Regions from separate parts of the Mus musculus genome. Here regions 2, 3 and 4 are each linked to region 1. A link is a contact called in public Hi-C and HiChIP or PLAC-seq data. All regions are on one chromosome and are shown on one strand. The core of a region is the stretch at or near the end of the contact, and the rest is flanking DNA. Distances in the headings are between cores, read along the strand shown.

Evidence for each region. A called contact is a pair of places that touch in the nucleus more often than the background predicts. HiChIP or PLAC-seq counts read pairs in DNA pulled down with a chosen protein or histone mark.
Region 2: a Hi-C map of bone marrow-derived macrophages shows a contact between it and region 1, with 16 read pairs. The contact joins two enhancer-like sites. A contact is called at or near these places in 2 of 15 datasets of contacts at CTCF or cohesin (large pre-B cells and pro-B cells), 10 of 484 Hi-C or Micro-C datasets (the C2C12 cell line, adipose-derived mesenchymal stem cells, bone marrow-derived macrophages and 5 more), 4 of 115 datasets of contacts at active chromatin or transcription factors (bone marrow-derived macrophages, embryonic stem cells, extraembryonic endoderm stem cells and 1 more) and 1 of 9 other capture datasets (embryonic stem cells).
Region 3: a contact with region 1 is called in an H3K4me3 HiChIP or PLAC-seq map of bone marrow-derived macrophages, with 4 times the contacts expected there. The contact joins two enhancer-like sites. A contact is called at or near these places in 2 of 15 datasets of contacts at CTCF or cohesin (the NIH/3T3 cell line and pro-B cells), 4 of 484 Hi-C or Micro-C datasets (bone marrow-derived macrophages, erythroblasts and macrophages) and 5 of 115 datasets of contacts at active chromatin or transcription factors (the NIH/3T3 cell line, bone marrow-derived macrophages, cardiomyocytes and 2 more).
Region 4: a contact with region 1 is called in an H3K4me3 HiChIP or PLAC-seq map of bone marrow-derived macrophages, with 6 times the contacts expected there. The contact joins two enhancer-like sites. A contact is called at or near these places in 2 of 15 datasets of contacts at CTCF or cohesin (large pre-B cells and pro-B cells), 4 of 484 Hi-C or Micro-C datasets (cerebral cortex, cortical neurons, granulocyte-monocyte progenitors and 1 more) and 2 of 115 datasets of contacts at active chromatin or transcription factors (bone marrow-derived macrophages and large pre-B cells).

The regions. Positions count from the first base shown.
Region 1 is chr4:55,955,633-55,962,905 of GRCm38.p6, reverse strand. No RefSeq gene overlaps it. Among named protein-coding and RNA genes, the nearest start is that of Gm34482, 5.9 kb to the right of the region's middle. Within about 2 kb of position 2,660, at least 26 of the 459 cell types and tissues checked have an H3K27ac peak or open chromatin away from gene starts, as enhancers often do. A contact at or near this core is called in bone marrow-derived macrophages and granulocyte-monocyte progenitors, where this site is marked.
Region 2 is chr4:55,512,399-55,519,671 of GRCm38.p6, reverse strand. No RefSeq gene overlaps it. Among named protein-coding and RNA genes, the nearest start is that of Klf4, 16 kb to the left of the region's middle. Within about 2 kb of position 4,826, at least 148 of the 459 cell types and tissues checked have an H3K27ac peak or open chromatin away from gene starts, as enhancers often do. A contact at or near this core is called in bone marrow-derived macrophages, where this site is marked.
Region 3 is chr4:55,648,256-55,655,528 of GRCm38.p6, reverse strand. No RefSeq gene overlaps it. Among named protein-coding and RNA genes, the nearest start is that of Gm12511, 80 kb to the right of the region's middle. Within about 2 kb of position 4,263, at least 310 of the 459 cell types and tissues checked have an H3K27ac peak or open chromatin away from gene starts, as enhancers often do. A contact at or near this core is called in bone marrow-derived macrophages, where this site is marked.
Region 4 is chr4:56,218,505-56,225,777 of GRCm38.p6, reverse strand. No RefSeq gene overlaps it. Among named protein-coding and RNA genes, the nearest start is that of Gm42291, 94 kb to the left of the region's middle. Within about 2 kb of position 3,562, at least 165 of the 459 cell types and tissues checked have an H3K27ac peak or open chromatin away from gene starts, as enhancers often do. A contact at or near this core is called in bone marrow-derived macrophages and granulocyte-monocyte progenitors, where this site is marked.

The DNA.
Region 1 (7,273 bases), core at 1,411-3,910:
GATCTTGTCGGACTTTCCAATTATGTGCTTTAATTACACCAATGAGCCCTGCCCTCATTCTGCAAGTGTGTTTGATTCTGGATGCCTAGGGAACCATCAAGTCTTACATGGATTATAGCCCAGCCACTGCTTTTAATTGGGTTCCGCTGCTGTCATTGGGTGCACAGGAGCCTGACTATGGCCCCTCCAGTCTCTGAGAGGGCATAATTCTGACTGGAACGACACACTTTGGTTTCTGCTGAAGCATGCATAAGCCTAGTGAGTCTACAAACTAAAGAGCGAATAGGGCCCCCCTCCTCCAGCAGTGCTATGAGGGTAGACACATCCTTGTTGACTCCTGGATATAAAGACTTCATAGCAAAGTATATTGTGTTATACCTCATTACTACCATTGGCCTAGGAACAGTGGCCCTATCTCATATGCAGCCATTCACATGGAGGCTGTGTCTGCAAGGTTGGCATGACAGTAGCTCTTTGAACTTTTCTCCTATGGTCATTCCTCTCCTTGAGGCCAAAACCACCTCAGTCCTTTTCTCTCTGCTCCCCACCCCTGGGTTGAGTTATAACCTTGATTTTCTTATCTAAATTGGCTAATCCTGACACTTCAGCTATATTCCTCTTTTTCAGCATGAAAATTAAATTTAAAAAATTGAGAACAACTTTCAAACTATAAAACACTGGAACATCCTACCTTTGTGTGATAAGCCACGATAGCCCACCAGTTCAGTTGGAAAATATTTAGTATCTCTCTGCCAGTTCATGTGTATGGTACCCTGGAAGAAGACAGGGAAAGGTAACCAAATGCAGAGAGAAGTCAATCAATGGTCATTGTGCATTGGGTTGGGTCAAGGTCTGGTCTAGGCTCTTTACTTCCTTTTGCTCATTTCACACTCCTAAGACCTTACAAGAATTTGCTTCTTCTATATCACAAACTACCTCCAAACATTTGTGTTTATACCCTTAGATAGATTCTACTCTTAGCCTAGTCAAAGATGCTTCTCTTTGCAATGAATACAGAAGTGCATGATTGTTCACGATGCTGACAAGCAGTGATGGCTGAGCGATCACCCTAAACCAGGCATTATGTCACCCTCCTGAAGGCTCAGGAAATATCACAGGAGATGATCCAGAAAGTGGAATTTGGGGAGAAGGGTTGGGAAAACCAATGCAATCATGAATACACAGCAGCAACCTGCCATGGACCTGCATAAGATTGAGCCTGTTGACTTTCAGTTACAGACTAGGGAGGGGTTCACAGAGCCCCAACTATCCCTGATGTGCTATTGGCTACTGATAGATTCTGGTGGGGGGGGGGGAGTAAGACACCATCTTCATTTAAGTATCTACTAATAAACCTACCAAGCTCCAATGTGTATTTCCAAATCTATTGGTCCTGGTTAAATTCAGTCTCAACACAAAACAATAATAACAAGAATGACAAGAATTGGGGAAAGGAAATTGCTTTGAGGAAGGGGCTTGGAGGGGAATTCAGAAATGAGAGAGTGAGAATGACAGTAGTCAACAAAGAACAAATTTATAAATGTTTTCCTAAAAAACAAAAACAAAACAAAGGAGTTCTTTAAAAAGAAATCCATCATTTGAAAGAGCAGCTAATGACTTGGAGAGACTGTTCAACCCAAAACCACAAGTCTGTACTACAACACTTTTCATGTGTATTATCTTACTCTATCACTGTGACACATTTCACAGTGGGTTGTATTACCCAGATGGTGGTGAAATCCATCCAGAAAGGCTGAGTAACTTGTCTAATATCACACAGCTCATCAACTGCAGAAAAAGAAATTGACTCAAGCATATACTCCCAAATGTGTTCTATGGATTCAATATGTACCCATAAGCCCTTAATTTATGAAGTCATAAGGTGTATGGACAGCTCTGACAAGGGCCTTCAGAACAACGATATGTGGGGTAGAAAGGTTAGCTTTGGTAAGAGGGTCAAGAAAGCTCCTGCAGAAAGAAGGCACTGAGACACATTGAGATACAGGGTCTGCCATCTAGACTGATTCTTAGGGAGAGAAAGATACTTTCCACTACTCCAGCTGAGTTGCTGACTGCCATGTGAGTTTTAGCTTTTATTGATTGAGCCCCTTTTCTCTGTAGACATCACTATGAGATTATCAAGTAGAAAAGTTAAAGGGGGTAAATCATAGTAGGAATGACTTCTAAACATTCTAAACAATTCTTCTACCATTAAAAAGCAAAGCAAAAAAAGAAAAAAAGAAATAACAATCCCATTGAATAATTATAATTTTGGCCTGTGATAGTATCTTTCTCCCAAATGCCTACTGCTGACACTTCAGCCTCATTATCAACAATGACACAACCTTCTTTGACCCAATTATGATCTACAGATGGAGAAATGGCTTCCATGGAGCCTCTACTGGGCTTTTTCAGATGGGCCATCTAGTGTTGTAGAGAATTAGGGAAAGATTCCTAGAATCTTCCAGCTCTTGGATTTGTTTCTCCTGTCCTAAGAATAGCTAGGGGACTCCTGCTATAAAGCACAGACCTTGGTGGGGCTCGGAGGTATGCCAGCTTTGATACTGTCACATTAAAATAAGCCACTAAATCTGCTCCCAGTGAGGTCCTCCTGCCATTGCACCATGCCAATGAGAGTTACATAACTCTCATTTGAGCAATCTAAAGTCTTGCCTCAAATCAAAGGTTTCACAACTGCATAGCTGATTTGTAGCCTCCTGCATTGCACTGAATTTATTTGTCAGAGGCTGGGGAAGAAACCAGGTCAGCTCCAGAACTAGAGAAAACAAGAATAACTTCTTGAGAACTCACTACACAGGGCAGATCTTGAGATCTGAAGCCAGATGGGTCAGTAGAGTTGAGAGAGGGTGGGAACCAGAGATGGCTTCACACAGGAAATCCTGAACTGAAATTATAGAGTGAATAGTGAGTCTTCAGGAAGGAAGAAGAGAAACAGTTTATTTAAGCAGCGGTAAAGCAAGTGGTAAAGATTTGTAAGAACATACAATGAAACTATGGACTCACCTTGCTATGACTAAGCCCTTTAAAATTCTAGAGTAGCATTGTAACACAGTAGAATTATTGACAAGTCACCCTACCAACTCTTGGGCATCTGAGCTGCTCCCCAAGGATTTAGATGCATAATATGCAGTGTCCTCTTGGAAGAGTGACTGAAATTTTCACAACCATTGAGATCCAATTGAAATAGAGATCAGGGAGGTTCCCCCCAACTCCAACTTCTGTGATGGTTACTCAGGTAAGACTGAAATTCATCTTGGGCCAGCCATAAGATCCAACCCTTCTTAAAGGGTTGCAGTTGGTGACTAATAAAGAGGACATGTTCTGAGAATAATGGATAGCTGTGCTCGCTCCTTAAACATTTTCTCATTCCCTAAAAGGCAGAGAGGTTAAGTCACCTGAGAGAGAAATTAAGTTGGAGCCATACTGCCTAAGATGCATGTACCAGCAATGTTCATGGGAACTTGAGGAAGTGCCTCCCCAGGCTTTTTCTGTGTCGTGGTCTCTGCTACTATTATGTAAAAGAAAGTCCATATCCGTGGATCTGCTCTTAATTAGGTCAGGGACTTATTTACAAAGCCTTCCAGTGATCGGATGTCACTTTGGAGCCTGAGATGTGCTAATGTTGCTGCTGCAATCCCTCAGCCCAGAACAGCAGCCCCACGGGCACCACATGGCAGCCCATGTTGTTGTTAGCGATTACTCAATAATAATGAAAATAATCAATAATCACTAACATGTGGCTATTGCTTTGGTTTTTAATGAGTACTTTCCACATATGAAATTTCCTCTATTGTTTATAAGATCAGTTTCAGATAAATATACCTAACAATACCTCTGCTTCACAAATAAGGAAATTTAGCCTCAAAAAGATTGGGTAAATTGCAACCTATCATATAGTTAGTGGGACAAGGCAAAGATGCCCAGGCAGCTCACTCCGACTCTAAAGCCCATTGGATTCTTCAATGTGTTTGCTATTAAAGTCTTCTGAAGTTGTGCAAAATAATACTCTTTGGTCCTCAACCCTGTGCTCCTCAGTCCTGTCATTAGACTATCCTTTTGCTCAAATTGAACTGCTCATCTTGGGAAAAGACTGGGGTTTTTTGTTCAGCCCCTAAGCAGTAAGCCACACATATATACTCAATAGGCTGGAATTCTCTGTGCAAAGTGTTTGAAAGCACTCTTATCTCTCAGTGGGACCACCACTATGTCCTTGCTCAACACTGTCTCCAGAGGGAGGGAGGGAGCTGACAAGTGAGAGATGCCTAGGATGAACCACTCAGGTTATAATGAGCATCATTATTCTTCACAACAGAGACTTCAGATTCCAAGAAACAGGAAACACACATGAGGTCACAGAGCCTGGAGAATGGGGAACAGGAGCTCTGATGTAGGTTTCTTTGGCTCCTGACTCTCACATCACCTCTACCAGGAGCCTCTGACACCTGGCAACCTGGCAGTCTTGAATGTATTTCTTTTTATATCTGTAAATTAAAGAGAGATAATGAGATCACCCTTGCATTGCCAGTTTAGAAACATTTTCTCTCTCTTTCCCTCTCTCTCTCTCTCTCTCTCTCTCTCTCTCTCTCTCTGTGTGTGTGTGTGTGTGTGTGTGTGTGTGTGTGTGTGTGTGTGTGTGTTATGCACACTTGCTTGTGGGGTGAGGAGAATTTTCTCTTTCCAGTTTTATCGGCTTATTTACAAGAAGCATTGTACTTCAGAGAATCCTCATGAAGAACACACACGTGATGTTGGTCGTTATGCCCACTTCTAGGTGATTTAGGCATCCCATGGGCCACAATATGGTGTTTACTCTTGAGGTCATTATGACTATCCCATTTTTGTGACCACAAAATGTCTTTTCCCTTACAAATCAGATAGGCCCAGGATGCCTTGCAAAGTGAATATCTTACTGTATTTGAGACTCCACTCTATAGACTGGTCATGGGGAAAACATAAATTTCACCATGTTGATACTCTTTCATCTTTGGGATAGAAGTGGGGATGTCTTCTTCATCTCGGAGTCAGCAGACATCTATGATTAACTATGCAAAAATGCCAGTTTGATGATAAAAGCTGTACTTAGCATTGGCTCCTCGGCTAAAGCAGAAGTCTGGGGGATATAGTATTTGAGGACTCTTCTCCTAAATGGAAGCTTTTGTTAACATCAGATATCTAATTAACTTAGGCTTTAAAGTGACGGAGGTGCTGTGTCCTCAAGAAAGATGTTTATCAAAATAGTTTCATCTAACATAATTATCTCAGATCTGCCTTGGGAGAAAGAATTTAAATGCTTCTTTTTTAAGAACAGCCAATGTATTGAATAACATGGAAGCATTTTGTTGTGGGCTCCTGTCTATGCAGTTGAGGCTAGATCAACTTACCAACCAGCATAATTATCGTATCCCAAGTTTGTCTCAGGAAATGCCTTCCAGAATCAGGGAAAACACAGTGTCTGTACCCACAGGAGGAGGTGGCTCCCCCCGCGGGTGAGAGTCTCCAGCTGCTCTGCACTTATAATCAGATTGGCTCCCATGTGTACCCCCAGCCTCCTCCAGCTCATCCTTTATACAGTAATGACAGAGTTGCTGGCTGCTGATCTCCAGAACGGTATTTAGGACATCAAATGCTTCAACCACCACCTATGTGCATAATGACTCCCAAGTGGGTGCCTTTAAACCTGGCCTCCCCCTCCATCCCTAAGACTCCAAATCAGGTTCTACAGTGGCCTATTGGACTTCTGGGTCTTTATTCAGAATCACCAAAGTGATCTTCCTAATACCAAATCTATCCACTTCCTTTCTGCTTCCAATCACAAAGGAATCTTTTGCTTAGATTCCTCAATGTTAGCCACACCAACCTCTTGATCATCCACAGCATAGCCCTTATTTTATAGATTGACATTCTATTTTAGTGTACTTTATATTATAACAGGTTTAGATTTGTACTACACAGTTTATGAAGATAGCAGATGGGAAAGCTCCTCCATTGGTAAAATACTCATTGTACAAGCATGAGGACACAAGTTCAATTCCCCCCAAATCCTCAGCAACCTATCTAAAACATCTGCACACAAAGGCATATGTATATAATTTTGGTCCTGGTGAGGTAGAGATAAGAGGTCCTTGGGCTTGATGGATAGTTAGCCTAGCTGACTTGGTGAGCCTGAGATACTGAGAGACCTATCTCAGAAAATAAGAAGGACAGAATCTTAGCAATAATACTTAAGATTAGCCCCTGGCTCCCACATACAGATGCACATACATGTAATTGCATCTGCACATCTGTGTGCATCCTTCAATACACACAGAGAAACACATGCAAGTTGTGGAAATAGTAAAATAATTTCATGTCTCAGAACTATTACCATTAACATTATCAGTATTTTGCTACAAGTAAACTAGTATTAACACATTATTATATTAAGTGGCATTTATGCATTGATTACTTAGTTTTAACAGAAAATTAATTAATTTTCTATTTCATAAAACACCATGCCCAAATCAATTTATAGAAGGAAAGGTTTGTTTTGAGCTTATGTTTCCAGAGAGATAGGAGTCCTTTACCATCTTGGCTGGGAAGCATGGTAGCAGGCATGTTGGTGACTGGAGATTCTGACAGTTTATATATCAAACTGAGGCAGGAAATAGAGAGAGAGGGGGTTGGGACTGGATATATATGGCCTTTGAAACTTCAAAGACCACAGCTCCATTTCTTCCAGTGAGGCCCACAGCCTCTGCAAACAATGCTACCAAATGGAGATTGAGTACTCAAATGGCTGAGACTGTAGGAAGTATCTCATCAAAATTACAACATTCTACTTCCTGGGCCCTGTAAGTCTCATGACGTTATCATAATGCAAAATGCATTTGGCCCTCATAATATTTTACAGTCTCAGCACTGTTTAAAAGTCAAGATTCTCTTCTGACACTCAAGGCAATCTATTGTTGGTAATTCCCTCTAAACTCAAAGAGGTAAATTACGTACTTTTCCAACATATAATGGCACATAATATGGATTACCATTCCAAAAGGGAGAAATCTGGGGATAATGAAAAAATACTGGACCAAAGCAAAACAAGAACCTATCAGGCCAAATCCTGTAGCTCCATGTCTATTGTCAAAGGGCTTAGATGGCTCTGCCCCTTTTCCCCCAGCTTTGTTGCCTGCTTTGCATATCTTTTTCATGGGCTGCTTCCACTTCCTGAGTGGAGTTCTTATTGGCAGATGAGTCATGGTTGTAACATCTTCAGTGT
Region 2 (7,273 bases), core at 3,577-6,076, 450 kb after region 1:
TCTGGGCTTCAAAGTTACCAAGCTAAGGATACAGGAGAAAGTGACAAAGAACTCATAGTGATAGGTGTACAGGTGTCGCCAGTTTTCTGAGTTAGAACACAGGGCACACCATTAACAAGAGAACTCTGCAGAGATGCGATCAGTTAACAGAAGGAAGAGAGCTCTGACTGCTCTGGGATGAATTTGGACACCTCTGCTCGGTGTCTTCCTTTATACATAAAGGCTTGAGTAGACTGATTTTAGAGTTGCCATAACAATGCTCTCATCACAACCCAGCGTTCAGCAGCCAAATTCTCTGGCAAACAGTTTTTACCTAACATTTTTGGCGCTGACGCTGTTCCCAGATGGGCAACCTACAAGCTGGAATAGAAACCTCACAAGGAAGGACAATTTTACAGGTTGTGAGTTTAGAAGGAATGGTTTATTTGTTTATTTTTTGAAGTCTGTTTCTCTGTCCTTTAGCGTTGTCACTAGCCCCAGCTTGGAAGTGTTTCCTCTGTGGCAGTAGGAATGCACTGGGGCATGTGAACTTGGAGGTGCTGGTTGAATAGGGTAGAGGTGGATAGAGAGGAAAGGGGGGGGTGGGATTCACAGTCATTAAGTATCCCTGGTATGCTGAGAACTTTGCTAGAGGATGAAGATCTTGCTACACATACACACACACACACGCACACATGCATATAAAATATATATATTAAAACAAAGTCTCATGTAGCCCTGGCTAGCTTCGAACTCTCTGTGTGGAATGATCTTGAACTTCTGACTCTATAACTCAGCCCCCGACCAAGTTCTGGGGTTGCAGGAGCATGCCACCATGCCACTGTGTTAGAGCCCTGTAAGTCAGCAGTTCTCAACCTGTGGGTCATGACCCCCAAAATGACCATCCCAAACAGATATTTATATTATGATTCATAACAGTAGCATAATTACCGTTATGAAGTAGCAATGATAGTAATTTTATGGCTGGAGGTCACCACGACATGAGAAACTGTATTAAAGGGTCGCAGCATCAGGAAGGTTAAGAACCACTGTTTTAGATCAAAGACAGAAGCCCTACAGGAGTGTGACTTCTCTAAGACTGCACAGGTACAAAAGGAATCCGTGTGTGTCTACCTTGGAAGCCCACTATCTTACTGGAAAAAATATACACGCTCCTTCTCAGATAAACGAAAGCTCCTCCCTCCCTGCCATTTTGAATCTAAATAGGGTGATATTTTCTGCATGCAGAAATACATGGGCAGGACTGGCCTAACCATCCATTTTTCTAATAGAGACAAGTAATCTTACCTGTCTGTCATTCTATTAAAAAAATACCCCACATTCCTCCAGTTTGCAGTTTGAACAATGGCCTCGGAAAGAATGACCAGCTCCTGCACTGTAGCAACCCGTAGCCCTGACTAAAGCACCACGAATAAGTCATGGCTTTTCTTCGAGGATAATTCCCGCATGGTTCCAAAACATTTTATGCACGCCTTCCATCGCTGAGAAGAAGAACCAGCATCTCTATTTATAGCTGGGTCCACTGGAGGTGAGTTTAAGAAAACATCTTAGGAGGCTGGGTATGCTGGAAAAACGCAAGTGATCCTAGCACCCTGGAGGTGGAAGGAGAAGAGGTTTGATGCCGACCTCTGCCACATGGCTAGACTCGCGCGCGCGCGCGTGTGTGTGTGTGTGTGTGTGTGTGTGTGTGTGTGTGTGTGTGTGTGTGTGTGTGACACAGAGAGAGAGAGAGAGAGAGAGAGAGAGAGAGAGAGAGAGAGAGAGAGAGAGAGAGAGAGAGAGAATCAAGCCTCTTCAATGCTCAAAAGCATCCGAGGAAGCTGGTTACTCTGAAGCACATGCTGAGCCAGGGCCATGGGAAACACTCCTATTTCTTGCCCATCTTCCAAAACCCTTTGCCAACATTCTTCTAATGCTCCCAATATCTAAAGATAATCCCTTTTCCCCTAACCAGGATCTCAACTGAAAATAGCACCGGACATGTGCCGCCAGGCATGAACCAATGACTCAGAAGCCATTTCGGATCTCAGCAGCCTGGAAGGCATCGCTGAACACGGGATCCAAGTCTGGGAGCCTGTGAGTGACTGGCTAAAAGGCATTCCAAAGACTGGCTCGCTCAAAGTCTCCTTCTCACAAATGGGGAAGCAGGGGTTTCTCATCTCTTCAACGTTATGCTCCTGTAGAACTCCATTTTAGCCTCAGACTCCCAACCCTTGGATTCAGCTTGCAATAAAAGGTTTTGGGGTAAGTATCTAAACCAAGTAGTCCTAACGGAGGTATCCTAACAGAGACTGGGTGTGGTGGGGGGGGGCGGGTGTGAACCAGTGGGCAGGCCTTTGAGAGCAGGAGTGTTCAACATCAGGAACTTAGAAGGCAAACAGTGTCCTCCAAAACCTGGGCTGATGTGGGTTATTAGCTCCATTGAGCTTTTTTGTGTGTGTGTGGGGGGGGGGGTGTTGGCTTTTTTGAGACAGGATTTCTCTGTGCAGCCCTGGCTGTCCTGGAACTCACTCTGTAGACCAGGCTGGCCTCGAACTCAGAAATCTGCCTGCCTCTGCCTCCCGAGTGCTGGGATTAAAGGCGTGCACCACCAATGCACGGCCCATTGAGCTTCTTTTCAGCTGTGTTGAGTCTTATTTGCTACTGTTTCATCTTTCTCCTTTGGCTCATAAGCATATGTCCTCTCTTTGGCCAACAGTGGGGCATTGGCTACGATAGTCCTAGTGTAACCTCAGAAGCAGCTACACACCATTCAAGTGATCAGCAATGAAGACAGGCCAGCATGTGTGGAGGCTTCCGTCCTAGCGTTCCCATGCTCAGCATTTTATGCATTTTTCTCATTCAGTCCCTGTGATAATCATGGGAGATTACAGTTCTTCTCATTCTGGGGCGGGGGGGGGGGGACAGACATGAGAACCTAGATGAGGCTGGACAACTGAAACAGAAGAAAAGCAATTGAGCAATGAAGTGATGGCTTCACTCTCTCCCCCCCTCTCTCTCTCTCGTCTCTCTGCATATTTATGGAGAATGTTCAAAACTTCATGGTTGAGGTGATTGTTCACACTAAGGACATTCCAGAAGGAATGCTGTCTAGGAGTTACTCTTTCCAGATTGTACTAAAAGAGCTTTGCTGCTTCGTCTTTAGCTCTTTACCCTGCTTGGTTTCCTCTTGATACTTATTTAAAACATATCAGGATTGTTTCTTCTATTTCTCTTCCATCACACAACACAGTGAAGACAATACCATGACATACTTCATCTGAAATCCCGGAATGACGACAGCACAGCCCATTCCACTTAGTGTGAAGACTCTGCAGTGGCCTTTCGGATGGAAAAGGACAGCCTGCCCGTTGCTCACGTCAGACCTACTCTACAGTAGATAGTTCTTTCAATGGCTAAGGAGAAGCCTATTGGAAATCTGCTTGGATAAACAAACCCGCATTGAGTCCAGAGGTAATCATTAATGTTTCAAGGGCTAACTCACTGGATGCCCTTTTCCCTCTGATGGCTTCCAAGCACCCCTGATGATGGGTTTCGGGAGATAAACTTTCCAGTCAGCAGACTCCAATTGAGAAGACAATGGATTGGAGATGCAGAGATTAACAGGAGTTTGGGTGATGAACGATTACTCCTATCTGGTCTGTGTGAAATGAAAGGAGCTTGCAGCATCCCCAGATAGGAGTTGTTTGGGTTTCAGGCCCATAATACCCTCCCTCTCTCCACAAAGGATTAGACCCTCTCTGAACAAAGCTAGAACAGAATCGTGTGGGTCGGCCAGACTCTGGGCCTTGACCTTGCTCTGCTGTTTCTGGTCACGTGCCACTTGTTTGGGATTTTGTTTTTCTGTGTTCTTCCGAAGGGCGACTTTCCCAGCGTCAAGAGCCTTTTCAAAGTCACAAGCGAATCATCCCTTAGTTCTTCCAGGCCGCTTTGGCAGGCTTTCTCTACCTTCCCCAAACAGGACCAAGCTCCTATATAAAATTCATAAAATTCTTGGCAGGAAAGAAACCCTCCCATTGGAATGAACAGATGTTGGGCGAGTAACTTTGCCATGATGAGTTGTTCCTAATACTGTAGGTCTAAAACGTGTGAGGATGTTAGCTTGTATTTTAATGAATGTCAACAAGTTCTGGGCAGTTCTTCCATCGCTATCTGTGGCACACACATAACAATCACACACCTGAATTTCTACAGAGTCCTTGGGGATTGGAAAGCTATGAAAAAGCGAAAATGGAAATCCAACGTGCATGCTGATGTATTATTATAAGCTAACTCTCAGAAACACCTTTCCTCTCTGCCCAGCACCTGGATGGTCTACGTGCTTCTCCTGAGGCAATTAGCTTTGGGGGAATCAGCAGAGACGACCAGGGTCCCCACCCCGGAGACTGGAGTGTCAGTTGCCTGGGCTTCTGCTGGCTGCAATGCAAGCCCAGAACCAGCCTATCCACTTTGGGATTCAAAGTCGGAAATAGGGTTCCCTGTGGGGTGGGATGCGGTGCGAGCCGCTCCGCTACAGCTGGCGGAGGAGACTTGGGACTGGACTGGAAAGCGGCGCATGCGCGACCCAGTGAGCATCGGGCTCCGCCTGGAGTCCCCGCTGAGGGCAGTTCTCGCTCTGCCGGAGCGCACCAACGTATTCCAGGTCCCCTGCCACGCCCGGAAGAACTCCTTAGCGTCCCTGTTCCTCTCCAAGAGGAGGTGGAATGGAAGATCGTAGGGTGTGGCTGGCGGAAGAGCCGATCGCCCAGAGTCCGCGACGCTCTTGGGCGGCCCCGGTGCCCGGGAGGCCTGAGGGCTTGAGCTGGAGGCGGGTGCGGCGCGGTCTGCAGCGCCTCCCGCCGGTCCTCTTGCAGTAACGCGGCCGCAGGAGGGAGAGCCTAGACCCAAGCCCTAGACTGACTCTTGTACGGGATTTCTCATTTTGACTCTCATCAGTACTTGGTTTGGGGCTCCTGAAACTTGATTCCCAGGCCTCTTCTTGGCGGATGAATACTGGGAGGTCGTACGATCATTTCAGAGAAGGAGTGGGTGGGCTGCAGACGAGGACAGGGTTCTGGGTTTGTTTCTTATCGTTTTGGTACCAAGGATTAAAGACAGGATTTTGTGCATGCTACGTAGGTCTTGGACAGCAGAGCTACAACCCCCCTCATTTACCTTCCCACAGAGAAGAAATCCGACTGCCCAGGTGGGATACTGTCACCTGTGGCTGTAAACTCAACTGTCTTCTCTCTGAACTTCATTTCCTCGTTGCAAAATAGTAATGATCTTATCTGCTTCCCAAGTAAGAAATGCAAAGCCCCTAGCTGTGACATCAGCTGTCAGGGCCCAAGAGCAACAGTACTACACACACACACACACACACACACACACACACACACACACACACACACACACAAAACAGGTGCAAAGAGAGACTTTACTCCTCACACAGTCAACCAGCAGATCCAGGGTCCTTTTTTGACAACACATAGCAGATGCTCAGCGGTCTATAGATCTTTGCCTGTGGCAGTCATGTTTGCTCACTCAGGCAGCTTGCAATGCAGAAAACTAGGTTTTTAAGTGGAGTTGGGGCGGTGGCTTATATGCTGCAGCTCCTGTAATAAGGTCAGAGTACAACTTAATTTTCCCCATTTCTTTCCTTATTTAGTGTGTGTGTGTCATCTCAGACAACGTGTGCTACTGTGTTCTCAGACACTTAAGAGGGAAGAAAGTACCCACTAAGCCACATCTCAGCCCATGTAGGAAGCTCGGACTACTGGGACCATGTGCTCTCATTTCTCCTTAACACCTCTCCCACACACATCTCACATTCTTTCTGAAGTGATCGTGTTAGAAAGTGTTAGTGTACACAGACTTACCAGTTGCCAGAGGTCTTTATCCTATAACTTCCCTTGGACCCAGTACAGCAGGCACATCTCTCAGGGTGAGTTACTAGTTCCCGCTGGAATGGAGCAGTGTGCAGATTTGGTGGATTGGGGAGAGCTTGCCTTCACGCCCTTTCCCAGACTTTGACTTTATCAGAGGATACCTCCTGGGACACCTGCCACTTGTGTGCTCTCGCTAAAGGTTGGCACTTTGCCTAGAGAGGGGGGAATGGGTCTTCTTGGACATGTTCTTTTTCAGTCCTGTTCTGGGGCATCTAATTCAACAGTCAGCGTGAACGGAGACAAGAGTCACCATGGAAATCTATTAGGAGTTTTTATGTGTTTGTTTGCTTCTGCTTCTTTTCTAAAAGGGTCTCACATACTCTGGACCTCACCCCCTCTTCTTTCACCTTCCAAATTCTGGGACTGTAGGCGTGTAAGGCACAGGCAAGTGAAGTGTAACCTCACCAGACTGATCTGTTGGGATTTTTTTTTAGGGGGGTCTGTTTTGTTTTGGGTTTTCTGGTGCTCTCTGTACCAGAAGTAAAGGGCTATGATGAGAAGGGCATTGGTACGGTGTTTGTAATTAGTCCTACTGAGTATGGTAGTCCGTGCTTGTTATCCCAACACTCAGGAGGTTGAAGCAGGAGGATTGAAAGTTAGAGGCCAGCATGGGCTGTTTCCCCAAGACTCTGTCACAAAAATTTTTTTTAAAGGCAAAACAGTTTAAACAAGAAGTATATGAGCACTGATGTAATAATATTCATTTTTAGCAAAGCAAAAATCCAAATATGGTATTTTTGTGGATTATGATAAGGTGTGAGGAAAAGAAAATTCCTGTCTTCTCTAGCTCTTGAAAATATCCTCATTCCCCTGTACTGGGGCATATAATCTTCGCAAGACCAGGGGCCTCTCCTCCCAATGATGGCCAACTAGGCCATCTTCTGCTACATATGCAGCTAGAGACGGGAGCTCTGGGGGCACTGGTTATAACGTTCATATTGTTGTTCCTCCTATAGGATTGCAGACCCCTTCAGCTCCTTGGGTACCATGTGGTTGCTGGGATTTGAACTCAGTTCCTTTGGAAGAGCAGTCGGTGCTCTTAACCATGGAGCCATCTCTCCAGCCCATCTTGTCAAATAAGGAGGTCAGCCAGTCTCTCCTGCCTTCTGTTTTTCATAACCCATGCATGCACCACAGTGGGGAACAATCATGGAGGAGGAGGGTTCCCAAGCTGCCCTTTGAGAATAAAATGGGAGGCCAGAACCAAAGTCTTTTGGATAAAGCACCACAAATGACTACACACGAACCCGTTTGACTGCCTTCCTTCCCAAGGCACGGATCGTCCCGCATGGGAAAGACCTCCCTCCCTCCCTTTTGACCCATTTTCATTCTTCCACCATACACTC
Region 3 (7,273 bases), core at 3,014-5,513, 310 kb after region 1:
ACAGACTTCATGGCTTAAACTTGGCCCAGGCATGGGTGGGTGGTACGTGTCTGTAATCCCAGCACTTGGAAGGCAGAAAGAGGAAGTTCAGCTTAAATTCAAGGTCACCCTAGTCTACGTAGTGAGTTCTAGGCTAGCCACAGGTGTTATCACTAGGCCCTGTCATAGGAAAAGAAATGTGTCCATGCATAGCTCTGATGATACAAAATTCTATAGCAAAGTATCAGTAAGGCTAGCCACTCCTTAAAGTATATACATAGATAGTTCTTGAAATATGAAAGGACATGTGATAAGAAATTCACTATAGATTGAAAATACTGAAAGTCTAAACCATATTTGATGTACCTGTTTAATATACCTAATCTAGTAGAGATCCTAGTTTAGACTGGTGTTCTATCTGCTCAGAATCAAGTTATAAAAAAAAAAAAAGAAAATCTAATGCAACCCCGTTTTTATATGAAGTACCAAATATCTCATTTTATTTAGTGAAATCACAGGTCAGGATGGTAATTCTAAGTGGAACCAGGCTGAGTATGGTAGAGCGTGCTGTAAGCACTTAGCGGGTGGATGTGGAAGAACTGGGATTTCACCATCTTATAGCTCTCATCTATATAAAGAGTGGAGACCAGCCTAGGCAACAGAGACTGTGTCACAAAAACGGAAGGAAGGAAGGAAGGAAGGAAGGAAGGAAGGAAGGAAGGAAGGAAGGGAGGGAGGGAGGGAGGGAGGGAGGGAGGGAGGGAGGGAGGGAGGGAGGGAGGGAGGGAGGGAGGGAGGGAGGGAGGGAGGGCACAGAGGAAGAAAGAAAGGGAGGGAAGGAGAAAAGAGGAAGAGATGATAAAAAAAAGAAAGAGAAAGAGAAAACCCCACAAACCAACCATCGTACATATAGAAAAGACCTTACCTTGCTCTTTCTGGCCTCTGGGGTTCCAGTGTGTTCCCTCCCTCCCATCTCGTCTCCACCTCTACGTCTACCTGCTCTGCTGCTTGTGTGTCTCTTCTGTGTGTTCCTTGTCATTGGGTTTCAGTATCCACTGGATAATTTAGGATAGTTTTATCTCAAAATCCTTAAATTGTGACTACAAGGCATATCACTTGAAGGGTACATAATGTCCTGGCAAAGGACCCAGGTTCCATTTCCAGCCCCGGCCTTAGGCAGCTCACACTATCTGTAACTCCTGCCCTAGGTCATCCAACGTCCTCTTCTGGCCTTCATGGGCACCTACACCCAGGTTCACGAACTTACACATAGACATTGTGTAAAAACAGGCTGTGTATAGCCTGCCCAAGGTCAGTAAGGGTCATGATAATGAGTTCTACGTGGTTATGACAGCATAAGCCCTCCTCTCACTTATACCCACAGACCCCTCTGACTGACACCAGCCCAGATTAAGGAGGCAAGGCATACCCTTAGCTTAGCTTATTTTGCAAATGAATACATGGAAACCCAGAGTGGTTTGGCCATGATTAGGTCCAATTAGCCCAGAGCTAATGTATCAAAGGAAGCTAAGGGCTTTCCCTGGGTGCTACTGTGTGGACAGAAAGCAACAACAATAGGATTTTCAGTGATGCATGATGTAGAGGCAGTAACAATGTGGGAGGTAGCTGTCTAAGAAACATTATTGCTGCAAGGATCAAATTCTATCTGCTGTGAGTGCAGACCCCACAGCATTCGAACTCAGTGGGCTGGTCTCAGTGCACCTGTGTACTCCTCCCTCCCCAAGTGGGGTCAGGAAAGAGAAAATCCCATAGTGGAGCAACAGGAAGAACCAGAGAAAAGGACCCCTGCCTGGCTGCAGCCTGGATGCTCATTCCCACCCTATGTGATGTTAGCATGTACCCAGCCTTTCCATGTCTTGACCACTGTGGACAAAGTATGTTTGAAAGAGAATGGACAACCTTCTCACCCTCTGGATCCTGAAAGCCCTGACTTCAGCTTGCCTGGAATCATGAGCAAAGGCATTATTCTAAATTATGCCTGCATTGTCGGAGTCTAGCACTTTTCATTTCTTACGTTTCAGAAGGCCGGGTTGACCCGCTGGCTTTCCTAACGAGATGGCAAATGAGATATTTTCCCTACTTAGCTGTGTGATCTTCAGCATCCATCTAACCTCTCAGACCCTGAGTGTCCACATCTACCCAGTGGGAGGAGAGGGGAGGGGAAAGGGGGGATTGGTGGAGGGGAGGGGGGAGGAATAAAGGGAGGGGAGTGAAGGAGAATCTCTCCAGATTTTTGCCCCGTAAGGCCATGTGTGCAGAGTACTAGTTAAAGGCACCACAATGGGCTTCTTCAGTCTAAGGTTAGTGATAGGATCTGGGCTCACTAAGTCCTTTACATGCCTTGTCCTAGCTGACGTGCACAGCATCCTTCGAGCACACTCTGTCTCAGCCCCGTTGAAACTGAGACTCACTTGGAGCCAAAAAGTAACTTCCCTGAGAAAGTGTAGAGCTAAGTGAGAAGGCCGAGAGGTAGGAACTCAGCCTCTGGGTATTGGGATGAGGGCAGACACCGTCAGAGGACAATCTGCCTGAAGAAGACATAATGCTATCTCCTGCCATAACACAACTCAGAACCTGAAATACTTCTGTCGTCCCTCCACCAGCCCCTCCACAAGCCCCAGACCATGTGCACTAGCTGGGGAGAGAAGTGATGGGACAGGGGGCAAGAACAGGCCATCAAGACCCCAAGACTCTGAAGTGAAGGAAAGGAGACATCAGTATCTAACCTAGGACAACCGGGGTGTACTAGAAAACGAGGCCTCCTCGTGTGATTTTTTTCAGAGCACCCAGTCACCAAAGACAGATGTGTGGAGAACAGCTGGAAAACAGCCTTTTATCTGCCACCCAGCAGGTGGTATAACTGGATGATATACTTGGCTCAAGTGACTGTCAACCATGGGAGGGAACTATCAAAAGATTCAACAGTGTTGCAGGGGAGTACAATGAGTGGACAGCAATGAGTTAAACCTATGTCTTTGGAATTAGCCCCATTCTTCTTCTGAGGTTGTACAAACTTGGCCCAGCTGTGACCCTTTCCTGGGTCTCTGGAAGAAAGGTGAGCAAACCTGCCTTAAAGGAGAGTAAGTGACAGTGCTGTGTGAAGCTGCTGAAATATCCCAAAGCTAGGAGCCAGGTGCGGAGCTCACCTGTCACAGAGACAGGGAACGGACTCTTTGCGCCCCTATCTGAGAAAACCCAAACATAAATCATCCTTTGAAAAGGGTGCCTTGGGTGCCTCTCCTTGCAGGGGCTCGAGCCCTTTCCAAACATCCACACCCCCTTTAATCCAGGTAAACACTGAAAGAGAAACGCCTGGAAAAGTGGCGCTTTTTTTGATGTATGCAGGCAATGAACAAATGAGGCTCAGCTTCTACCGTAAGGTCACAGGAGGCTCCTGTGGGTTAGGGAACAACCTGCCACTGACTGTTAGCTAAGCTGCCCTCAAGACTGGAGAGCAGAGAAGCAGCTAGAAAACCCCTGTTGTGTGTGCTAAGTATTGCAACTCGCAGTTCTAAGAGAATGTAAGAAGAAACCGAAGAGACTCGGACAACAGAGCTAAACTTTTATTTATCCCCCTCCTGCTTGATTTGAGTAGGATCTGTTAGTCCAAAAGTAGTAACAGGATACAAGGAGGGAGGAGGGGAGGCGAGATGCTTTAGACATGGAAATTGACGTCTTTCCCCTTCTTTTTAGTTCAAAATCAAAAAGGGAATTCAAGGAGAAGAGACTAGAGCGGGTGGGGGGGGGGGGGGGGGAAGAGAGGAGAAGAGAGCGAGGAAGAGAGGAGCCCGGAGTCGTCCGCAGTCCGCGGGCTTCCTACCCGCAGAGCCAGGACCGAAAGCGCTTTTCCGCAGCCGCCGCGGGCTCGGAGCTTTTAAGGGTTTCTAATCCTGGAAGGCTGTCTGACATCACCCCGTTTCTTGTCGGCTGATGTTTCGTACAAGCCTCTCATTTCCTCAGCGATCTCGGAGCCGCCAATTACTGCCCCGATCTGGTGTTTATGTTTGCCCGGTCCTGCGCCTGGCCCCGCGCCCGCCCGCGAGCCTGCGCTTCCCTGGCCGCGCGGCCCGAGGGGGTGGGTGGGGGGCCCTGGCCCGCGCACCCCAGCGCAAGGGAGGGGTCCCCCTTCATTTTTTTTCATTGACTTCAGCACCATGTGATCAGGAAGTCTGGCCTCCCTCCATTTCCCCTCCCGACTGAAGGGAAACATTGTGTAGCAGCCTGCCGCGGCCACTGGTGGGATGGCCTTCGCTGGCCTGACGTAGGGGGATAAAAATAACCGGCATATTTAAGGCCGGAGCAGGAATCCCGGCGCTCACACGCGGCCTGGTCAGTTCCCGACGCCGCCAGCAGCGCTCTGCGCAGCATCCTAGCTGCTGCGCCAGCCAGCTCGGGAGTGCCTGCACCGCACATCTTGCCCTTGACCTGGGGACCCAGGCCTTGGAGAGGCACCTCGCAGAGCCCTACCCTCTCCATCCTCGGCGGCCTTGCGTTCTGTGTGCTGCCTCCCTAGAGATGAGAAAGGAAAATGCACATCAGGATGGCCTCAGAGAAAGTGGCCAAGAAGCCTGATGCTCCCAAGGTTAATACAGCCTTTGTCTCAGGGGAAGGTGACAACAAGCTGCCACTCCAAAAGCTGCATGCCTCCAGCCAGGCTCAAATCAAGTCCCTTCTACACCTCCCTTTTATACTGGAACTGCGTGTTTCGAAGATTTACAAACATGTGGGAGAGCGAAAAAACAAAGCAGCAGCATTTATCAAGGCCAACTTCATCAAATAAAACAGAAAAGATCCACCATCATCACTACGCCCCTAGAATACCTAGTAGTCTGAAATAATATGATTTCCCAGTAACTTGTCCAGCTGTTGCCCACCCCACCCCACCCTACCCCACCCCCAGCCAGAACACTCAGGCTGCCCCCTACAGCCCTTCACTGGGGCCGCCAGCTATGCAGGGACCCAGAAAACAGAAAAGGAGGAATATTCCTTGTGCCTAGATGTGGAAGCCCTCATATCCCACAAGCACCCTCCCTCCCTGTGAATCTGTCTGCAGCTGGCATTCTCCTGCTCATGCCCTCGGGTAAACCTAGTGCCCTGTACAAGAATTTCGGACCTCTTATTTTTACACAAAGGGAAACTGAGGCTGGGCGAGGTGAGTCAATGTGCTGATAGGACTTTCTGCACCATCTCCGTTCAGTTGCATCATCCATGCCGTGGCGATTTCTCACTTCGTGGAAGGAAGCCAACTCAGTTCTGCTGCCCCTCCTCCTCAGCTCCAATCCAGCCCAGCAGAGGTGAGTTCTCTGACCTGTGGAAACCTCACCTCTGCTCCATACACAAGTTTTTACTCCCAATTAAAAATGAGAAGTCTCCCTGTCTTCCGTTGTCTAAAGTAACAAGATATTCCAAAATTTCTGGCACAGTGACTCTCCTAAAAAGCCAAATGTTATGAGGAAAAGGAACGGACACCCTCCCTCCCTCCCTCCCTCCTTCCCTCCCTCTCCACTTTTTGGTATTACAGGGATGACAAATATCTATTTGTCCGGGTGGACGAGGCAAAGAAGTATTCCCTAAGAAAGACTGAGATTTAACCACCTCAGAGGAGGAGACTCCAAGGATAGATGTGACTTGGCTGATTCTGCAGCTCCCAGCACACTGACTGACAATTGCTGTTCTTGACCCATAATAATTAGACTGAATGGATAGAAGGGATGAGGGAAGCCAGGTACAGCAGATCAACCGAGGTACATCAGAAATGTGTGGTCTGGTCAAAGCTTTAGTGACTAGTGATAGTCACATTACCATATCCCTGGAAGGTAGATGCCATTGTCCCCGCTGTGAGTGTACAGAAAGTGCCACAATATGAAAGTCTGAGCACAGCATTTGAACCCAGACAGCTTACTTCCAGAAGCTGTGTTCTTAACTACTAGGCTAAATTCCAAAAAGCTGAGATGTCAGAGAAGCACCCACCCTTCCCTAGGCACCTCCTTGGTTCCATGAGGCTGAGTCCTGAAGAAGAAAAGGCTTTGTCTCTCAAGGCCCCAGGTCTCAGAGAGAGAAGCTTGAACACACAACTGGACTACAAGTACCTCACAGGCAGACATGGCACACCCTCTTCTCAGTTACCCTACATCGCTGACACAAATGTCTGTTGAAATGGTTACTCCTTACAGAAGCCAACCTCTGGACCATCAGCCATCTTCCCTATTTGCATCGAATGTAGCTAATGACTATGACATCAATCAAGCCTACCTAGCTGCTTTTCCTCTGGCCTGAGAATATCTGAGGACAGAAATAGTGACTGGCCTGGTCAGTATGGGGACAGTGGCCACTCACTTAATATTGATAATGGATGCACACAACGCATTAGCCCTTCACTGCCCTCCTTATCGATCAGTATAGGCCCCTGGTGACCATCACTCTGACTTTCAGTGTCTCAGCACCTCATCTGCTGCCCCACAGAATTTGCCACAGATGTTTTTTGACTTCCTTCTTCTTTCCCATAAACTCACGAATGCAGAAACCACCTCGATTTGCCTACCACAGTACACCCCACTTGGATTAAAGTGCCCCACACATTGTGACGCTCAGTAAACACTTAAGAAGTCGATGAGCAAACGAATGAGCAAGTGAATGAAGGAGTATGCAAATGCATGAATGGATGAATGGATCAACATTGCGTGAAGCAAGCCTTATCTCTTCATTTACAATAAGTCTATTCCAAAAGTCAGTCGGGACTATGGAAAGCCACTGAAATAATGCCACTGCCCACGTTATATTCATAAAGTAAGTGCTTTTTGTTTGTGACCACTCCAAATCCAAGACTCATCCATATTGAAGATAAAAAAAACGACATAAAAGGGGGTCATTGAATGAGGCCCTTCTTCTCGTACAATGTGGGCTCCAGTGGCCACTATCGTTAGAGCTACACACAGACTCTCTTTATGCCTCTCTGTTTTCATTAGCTCGGGTAACTTGCCAACGAGTGATCCTTTGGGGCTGAAATTTTCCATGCTGGGTCTTGGCAAAAGGTGAATTTTGGGGAAAAGTTTGAATAAAATCCCTTCAGCCATTTTTTTTTTTTGGTTTGATGAGGATTAAAAAAAATACATTTTTTCCCTCGCCTTTAATTGAAGACATTTTTAGGCCACAGGAAATGCCAGTTCAGTTGAACTTTGAAAAAAAATGGAACTGAGATCTAAACCCACCTAAGGAAACAGGGGAGATCATTTGGGACTCAAGAAATTTTTTTAATTAAAAAAAAAAGTCCAAA
Region 4 (7,273 bases), core at 2,313-4,812, 260 kb before region 1:
CAGTGGCAGATCACTCATGTATCATATATCATATATGAGGTTCACTACTCTGTACTGAAAGAGAGAGAGAGAGAGAGAGAGAGAGAGAGAGAAAGAGAGAGAGAAGAAAACACTATTTTTAGGAGCAGTGAATTCACAATAAAAGGCACAAATGTGCAAAATGCATGGCACCAAGCATACCCCAAATAGTATACTTTTTTTTTTTTTATGTTGGAAATTGAATTAAAGCAGTATTACTTCAACTGGAGACAGGTACTTTGGCGATGCAAGTTTTTCACTGTTCCACATGTCTATGAGCAATTGTGAAATTATTGATTTGGGGAATTAAAAAAAATGTAGCGAGAAAGTTCACGATTACAGAATCCATGAAAAACAAGAATAGACAGTCCTACCCGCTCATAGAACAAACAGGTGTGTTTACGAGACTGCAGACGCTGCCCGAGACACTGGGGATTCAGCAATAGGGAAGACTGGCATTTTGAGAAAGGGCAGCTTATGAGGAGTATACTATCATCAGTGGTGATGGGAAACTAAACTGAGGGTGGTTTGGGACAGTGGGTTTCAGTTCATTCAAGGTAATCCCTGTGGAATCTGGCAAAGCATCATCTAAACAAAGCAGTCAAAGGGCTGCCTGAGGAATAAGCAGGAACCTGATTAGCCAGAGGCCGATGTGACTGGAGCTGAGAGAAGAGGCAGTAAGTGAGAAGATCACAGGGAGAAAGGTATGGTAAAGGGTAGCAGAGGCTTATACGGAACCTCAAGCTTCTAGACTGAGTTCTTGAACTGACCACGTCAGGAAGTGCAATAGCAACACTGGATGCTTGTCGGTGACCACAAGGCTAGGAAAAACAAACACAAAACAAAACAAAACAAAACCACTGTTACTCTTTGGCAAAGAGAGGATCTTGGCAGAGTGACAGAGGCGTCCAATCACCCACCCCTGCTTTGTCTGGGGCAGGAGAGGGTGCCTGAAGCTTCCTGATTTAGGAAAGTGACTGAAAAGCAGGCTTGAGTGAGATTCTATGATAACATGACCCAGGGCTGCAACGCTGGGGACAATTGCATCAGCATCAGCATCTGTCCTGCATCCCAGGCAAAGTCACTCACAACAAACAAACCATCCCCAGGACAACAGCAGCAGTGACGGGAAGGAAGTCTATGGGCCAATGAGCTGTGGAAAACTGGGCAGAGTTCTGCTTGCTGAGCTGGTCTGAGTGGGAATGCCTAAATATCTGCAGTTAGAACTCCTTTGCCCCAAGCATCTCAGCTGCCTGAGAGGGAAATTGAGGCCTAAACAGCCAAAGTGGCAAGCCTTCTGATCATGGTGCCCAGTGCAGCGATCTCTGTCACCAAACTGACAGCCTCTTTGGTTAATATTACAGTTTAGGAGAAGAAGTTCGACAGCTTTTCTCAGGTTGAAAAGAAAACAAAACAGAACGATTTAGTTTGTCCAGCTGCTGTGCTGAGTTACCTTAAAGGCTCAGGTGGTGACAGCAGCGTGTTCAATGACCTGGATTTATTTATTGCCTATTTTTATTGTTACAACCTGGCCATTCAGTGTCTGGCTCTCAGGGTGACCTGTGGACATAATAAGAATCCATCCCAAAGGAAATATTCTCAGTCAACCAGCCTGGTTACTCTACATGGAAATCAGTTGAGAAGAACTAAAACTCTATCTTTGCTTTTCAGACCGCACTGGGGTCGTGTCTACTTTGGTATTTTCCTGTGTGGAAGCCTCAGCGGAGTTCTGTTCCTTCAGGATTCTACCTCCATGCCATGTTGACTCTGAAGGGAAGTTGAAAGCAGTCTGTCAAGGTCAGTGGTACACTTGTCAGCCATTAGTCTGGGACAGGGTAAGAAAAGAAGTGCTTGATTGGCAATGCTTGGTTATATTTTGGTGGAAGTACTTTTGTGATAGTGTATTTCAAACTCCCAACATGTGAATGTATTTGCAGAGTTCCTGGAAATATGAACTCTGCCTCCACAAGCCTTCTCTGTCAGTCTCTGGCACACCTCTGAAGCTCTTTGAAGAGAGAGAGAGGACTAGAGTTGGGAGAGGTGGTTAATTCTGCTAAAAATACCAGACTCTCGGGAGCGGGGGAGATACAGTGTTTATAAAGCAAAACATGAGGTCCTGCGTTTGATCCCCAGACCCCACATGGCCATGGTTGTTTCTTTGTAACCCCAGCAAAGGGGAAGCAGCAGTGATAGATTCCTGGGACTTGCTGGTCAGCCAGTTTACCTATCTGGTAAATTCCAGGTTATTGAGCTATCCTGTCTGAAAATACTGGTGGACAGCATTCTTGACAGACAGCACCAATGTGGTTCATGTCATGTTGATTGTGTTGTTGTTCTGTTTTAGATAAAGCTTGTCCAGATTGAATATTCCCAATCTGTTAATGTTTAGCTTACAATACAGGACTCAACAGAAGTGTTCTTCCAGGTGGGGACCAATGTGTGTCTATGTGTGGGCGTGCATGCTCCACGTGGAACATGGAGAAACAACAAGATTCATGTAGAGCACTGGAAGAAGCCAGGCCAATTTAAACACAGGTCATCCTGGTCTTTGCTACAAATCTTGATGGGACTCTGAAGTCCTTTTCCAGATCCTTAGAATCTTTTTTTTCTCTGTTTTTATTAGGTATTTTCCTTGTTTACATTTCCAATGCTATCCCAAAAGTCCCCCATACCAACCCCCCCCCAATTTTGGCCCTGGCGTTCCCCTGTACTGGGGCATATAAAGTTTGCAAGTCCAAAGGGCCTCTCTTTCCAGTGATGGCTGACTAGGCCATCTTTTGATACATATGCAGCTAGAGACAAAAGCTCCGGGGTACTGGTTAGTTCATAATGTTGTTCCACCTATAGGGTTGCAGTTCCCTTTAGCTCCTTGGGTACTTTCTCTAGCTCCTCCATTGGGGGCCGTGTGACCCATCCAATAGCTGACCGTGAGCATCCACTTCTGAACTTAGAATCTTAATAAACAGGCTTGGAGAAGTGTTGAGAACAGGGAACCTGATGTGAGCTTAGCATTAGCATGTTCTGATAAAGCTACTGGAACAAAGTCAGGGCTGCTGGATGCCTTAGGGACTAGAGTCTATGACGACATGGGGCAACCACTAGGTGGGGCTGTGGCCGAGGGGACTCCAGGGTTTCTTTTATGTGGGTTCCAGTTTCTATTTCCTTATTCTCACTCTCTCCTTTTCTGTTCTTCTCTCTCCCTTGCTGCTTATCCTGTAGCTGTCTTAGCTGAAGAAGCCTGGGTTAGCCACCTCCTTGTGCACTGATCTCTACAGCTTGCTATAGCAGGGACCTGGGGCCTCAGCCTTCTCCTGTAGGCTGGGACACTGGGTGGAATGCTCAACTCTACTCTCCCCTGCAGTTTGTTTTGTTTTGTTGTTTTGTTTCGATTCGTTTCTTTTCTCTTCCAACATTCTCAGCTCCAGTCTTCAATCTGAAGATGGATAAATAAACAAATCGAAACTGAAATTGAACATTGGCCCCAAAGTGAGGACATCTGGGAGGCTTTTAGGGAAATGTACGTGCTTGCTGGGTTTCCGGTTACATATTTTATGTTGCCTGGTAACAGAGCTCACAGTTCACTTTCTGGCTTTCTTCTCCCCCATCCCCTGTTTATAGTGTAATTACTGCCGTGACTTCATAATCCCCCAGTGAACAGCTGTCAGGGGGGCCCAACTGCTGAATAAACAGGGCTATACAAGCTCTCCTCCACTGGCTGGTTTACTAAATAGATCAATATTTGGTTTGTAGGCAAAGAGATTAGGAGGTGGAAGTGTCTTTTGAAAAAGTCTGCTGGCTTCCCAGGGCCTCCCAGCACACCTGAGAATGTGGGAAAGAAAAACCAAGTTCATGGAGGGAAAAAAAAAAGGCCCATCCAAGCCTTTCACCTGCTGGAGACTTCCCAAGGAGCACTGTGTCTTTAGGAGGGCATCCTCTTCAGGAGGCATCTTAGGCTCTTAATTCTAAGTCCTAGAGAATTCTATTTTCTTCTTCCTCTACCTCCCTACCTCTCTTTCTGTCCTGGCCCGATCACATCCTCTTTAATCTTTCTAAATGGATATTATAGCCTCAGGGACTCCAAGAAGATTCAAGGATAAACAGGAGCTAAGCCCCTGAAATGCCAGGCTCCCTCCAATGCCATCTTCTCCGCACAAAAGCCCTGGTTAGAAATGCCATCAAGAGAGCAGCCTCTGAGGGTTCTTTGTCAAACTCAAGGTTTGTGTGACCCTCTGGGAAAGGGTTCTCTTGACCTTGATTTTTTTTTATGTGTAAGGAAAGGGCTGAAGGGCAGGGGGGCCCTGCCTGAAGTTTCTGGAGCCTTACAATCTAAACCTCTAGGCTGGCTGGCTCTAGGACCTGGGGCAAGTCCTTTGTGGATTTGTGCTCACACAGTCTGGGTCTAAAGGCTTCTTCCAGGTAGGAGTGAAGCAATGTCTAACTGAACAGAAGAGAGTTTACTGCAAAGGCCCAAAAGAGACTGGGAACTCCACAGAGTTGTCCTACCTTCCATGTGGAAAGGGGAGAGTTAACCTATTACTGTGATCATCAAAGGAGACAAAGGATGAATGGAATTTGCCTAGATTATGGTCTCTTTAAAACTAGCATTGTTTAATTTCTCCTGAAGCTAAAACCACAGTGAAGAAAGGCTTGGTTAAAAAATGGGACAGAAAGAGGAGATGCAGAGCTCCTTTTCTGTGTACAACTCCAGTAGATCCAACTTCACAAAGACAAAGGCACTGCACTAATTCAACTTGAGACTTAGCTATTCAGTGTCCTGGTGTTTCATCGTATTGTCTAGATACATTATGTCCCTATGTTGCAAATAATTGATGTTCAGAGGTCATCAAGACTGTTGTTGAGGGTCGGGCCATCTTTCAGATAAATATGTGCCCCCCCTCCTCCGATCTAGTTGTAAAATTTTTTGTGTTCCTTCTTCACCACAGAAGTGACTGATGACTGATGCACAACACATGGAAAGAGAAACGTCGACCCGATGGGTTGCTCCAGATTAATGACCTAGAGGTGGCAAGGGACGTTTACACGGCCTCTGATGCGCCCTTTGCTGTTGCCATGCAACAATATGTCACAGGCTGATTCACTCATCTCACTGAATAATGAAGTGTCTCTGCAGTAAAGAAAAACCTGAACTTGGCCTCTTTCTGTGGGACATGATGAGACTCCTCTGGACAAAATGTTACAAAAGGCCTAACCCTCCACCCATAATGGAAAGGGTAAGGGGCCAGGGTGGAGTGTCAGCAAGGTCGGTCCTAGACGCTCTCTAGAAACTCAATTTTTGCCTTTGTGCAAGGATGAATGGCAGAATCTGCTGGCTCAGGCTGCTAGCTTCTCTCAGAAAGACAGCACGATTTCACTTCAGTTTCATATAGATCCGTGTGTAGATCAGCACTGTGATAACATTCCATCGTGCTAAGTCTGTCCAAGACAACTAACCTGTTTCCAAGATCTAATTTTGTACGTGGGAATCTTGCCTTGCCCTGATTTCCAGACCCACAGGCAGGCTTGGCAAGATGTAGCTAGGAAAGGCCTGTGCTCTACCCTGATGCTCTGAACTAGAAATCCTCTTCCTCCTTGGTTAGACCAAGCACCTGTCTTGACACAGGTGCTGTCTGTGCTGGTTTGTAAAGCTTCTTATGAGTGATGGTTCCCCGGAGAACTCAAAACTCTCAAAAATATTTCTTTGCTAGTAAGTAAAATGTACAAAGAGCCCATTATGATAATATATATATGTATATATACATATACACATATATGTATATGTTTATGTATCTGTATATATATGTATGTATATATTTGTGTGTGTGTGTGTGTGTGTGTGTGTGTGTAAAGCCCTCCAGTTTACTACATCAGCCAGGACCTTCAAGTACAGTGTACACCTAACCACTGACTGGAGAGTTTGTTAAAATTCAGGGTCCTGGACAACATCCTTGGAGCTCCTGATGACCCGTGACCAAGAGCTTGAGAAGCTGCCCCTTTAATCCATGTTCAGCTGACTTTTCCCACACCCAAGGAGGTCTCTGTATGCATAGTCCACCATAGCCACTTGAGTTCCTAGAGCCACTGGAAGCTGATCTTTTAGCTGTCTTTTGACATGTATTTTTGCTATTTGTAGCTCGTTTGGTCCCTTCTTCCACAAAAGAGTTCTGGGATTGCCTGTCTTCTCTTACTATGAAAATTGAGTGGTTTTATATAGTACCATATTCCATATCCCACTGCAGCCTATATTATGGCAGTCAGGAGATGTGCAAGGATCCATAATCTACTTACTGACTCACAATTCTGCATCTTTGAATATGTTCCCTGGTGGACTCCCCAGTGGTTTCTGAATTGTAGGTCAGAATGGAATTGAGCATGACCCCAGAAGGATCATCTCTCCATCTAAAACTTCTAGAATGAACTATCCTTCCAGGATTTTGTAATGTCAGGGTCTGTTTCAATGCTTCCTCTGCCAGCCAACAAAAGGAAACAGGAAGAAAGAGACAAAAAAATGCTCACGTTGAAATTTTCCAAGTAACATGTATAGAGGTATCAATCCAGGTTGTGTTTTGAGAAGTACCTGGGCACAAAATTCTAATAGTTGCTTATTTCCAGACTAGTCACATGGAGATCTCTTAGGAAGAAAACTGTGACTCAAACCTACAGACCCGGCTGTCCTAGCACGAATGTTGTGGTAGTTACCACTCCACTCTGCCTTTGCGCCTTGGCTGTTCTGTGTCTTATCCATGAGGCACACAGAATAAAATTAGGGTTTTCATTTTATAAGTGAAGAAAGTGTTCTAAGACAAGATCTTCATAGACTGCCTCAGAGGATCATGGGTCGTTTATTCATTCATTCATTCATTCATTCATTCATTCATTCATTCATTCAAATGTTTTTGTAGTATTTAACATGGGCATGGACTTGTTGAGAGTGATAATTTATACTACTCGTGCTCAGATTTTCAGTGAGTTAAATAAACTCTGAATGAATATAAACTCACATTCCTGATAAAGACCAGGTGGGGATGTTTTGCTCAAGGGAAAGCAATACAGTCCATAATGGGCTAAGTAAACCTGGAGGCTAGCAATGGCTTCCTTGGGGAAAGGCCAGGTGTGTAGATAAGCAGGAGATGTCCATTGGTCAAGGAGAGAAAAGCAGGCTCCAGCTGTGGTAGCTATATTAGCATCCAAGTTGGAATCACTTTGGGACTCTGTGCTCTCCTCCATAATTTAGCCTTTCTCTTTGCAACTCTGGAAA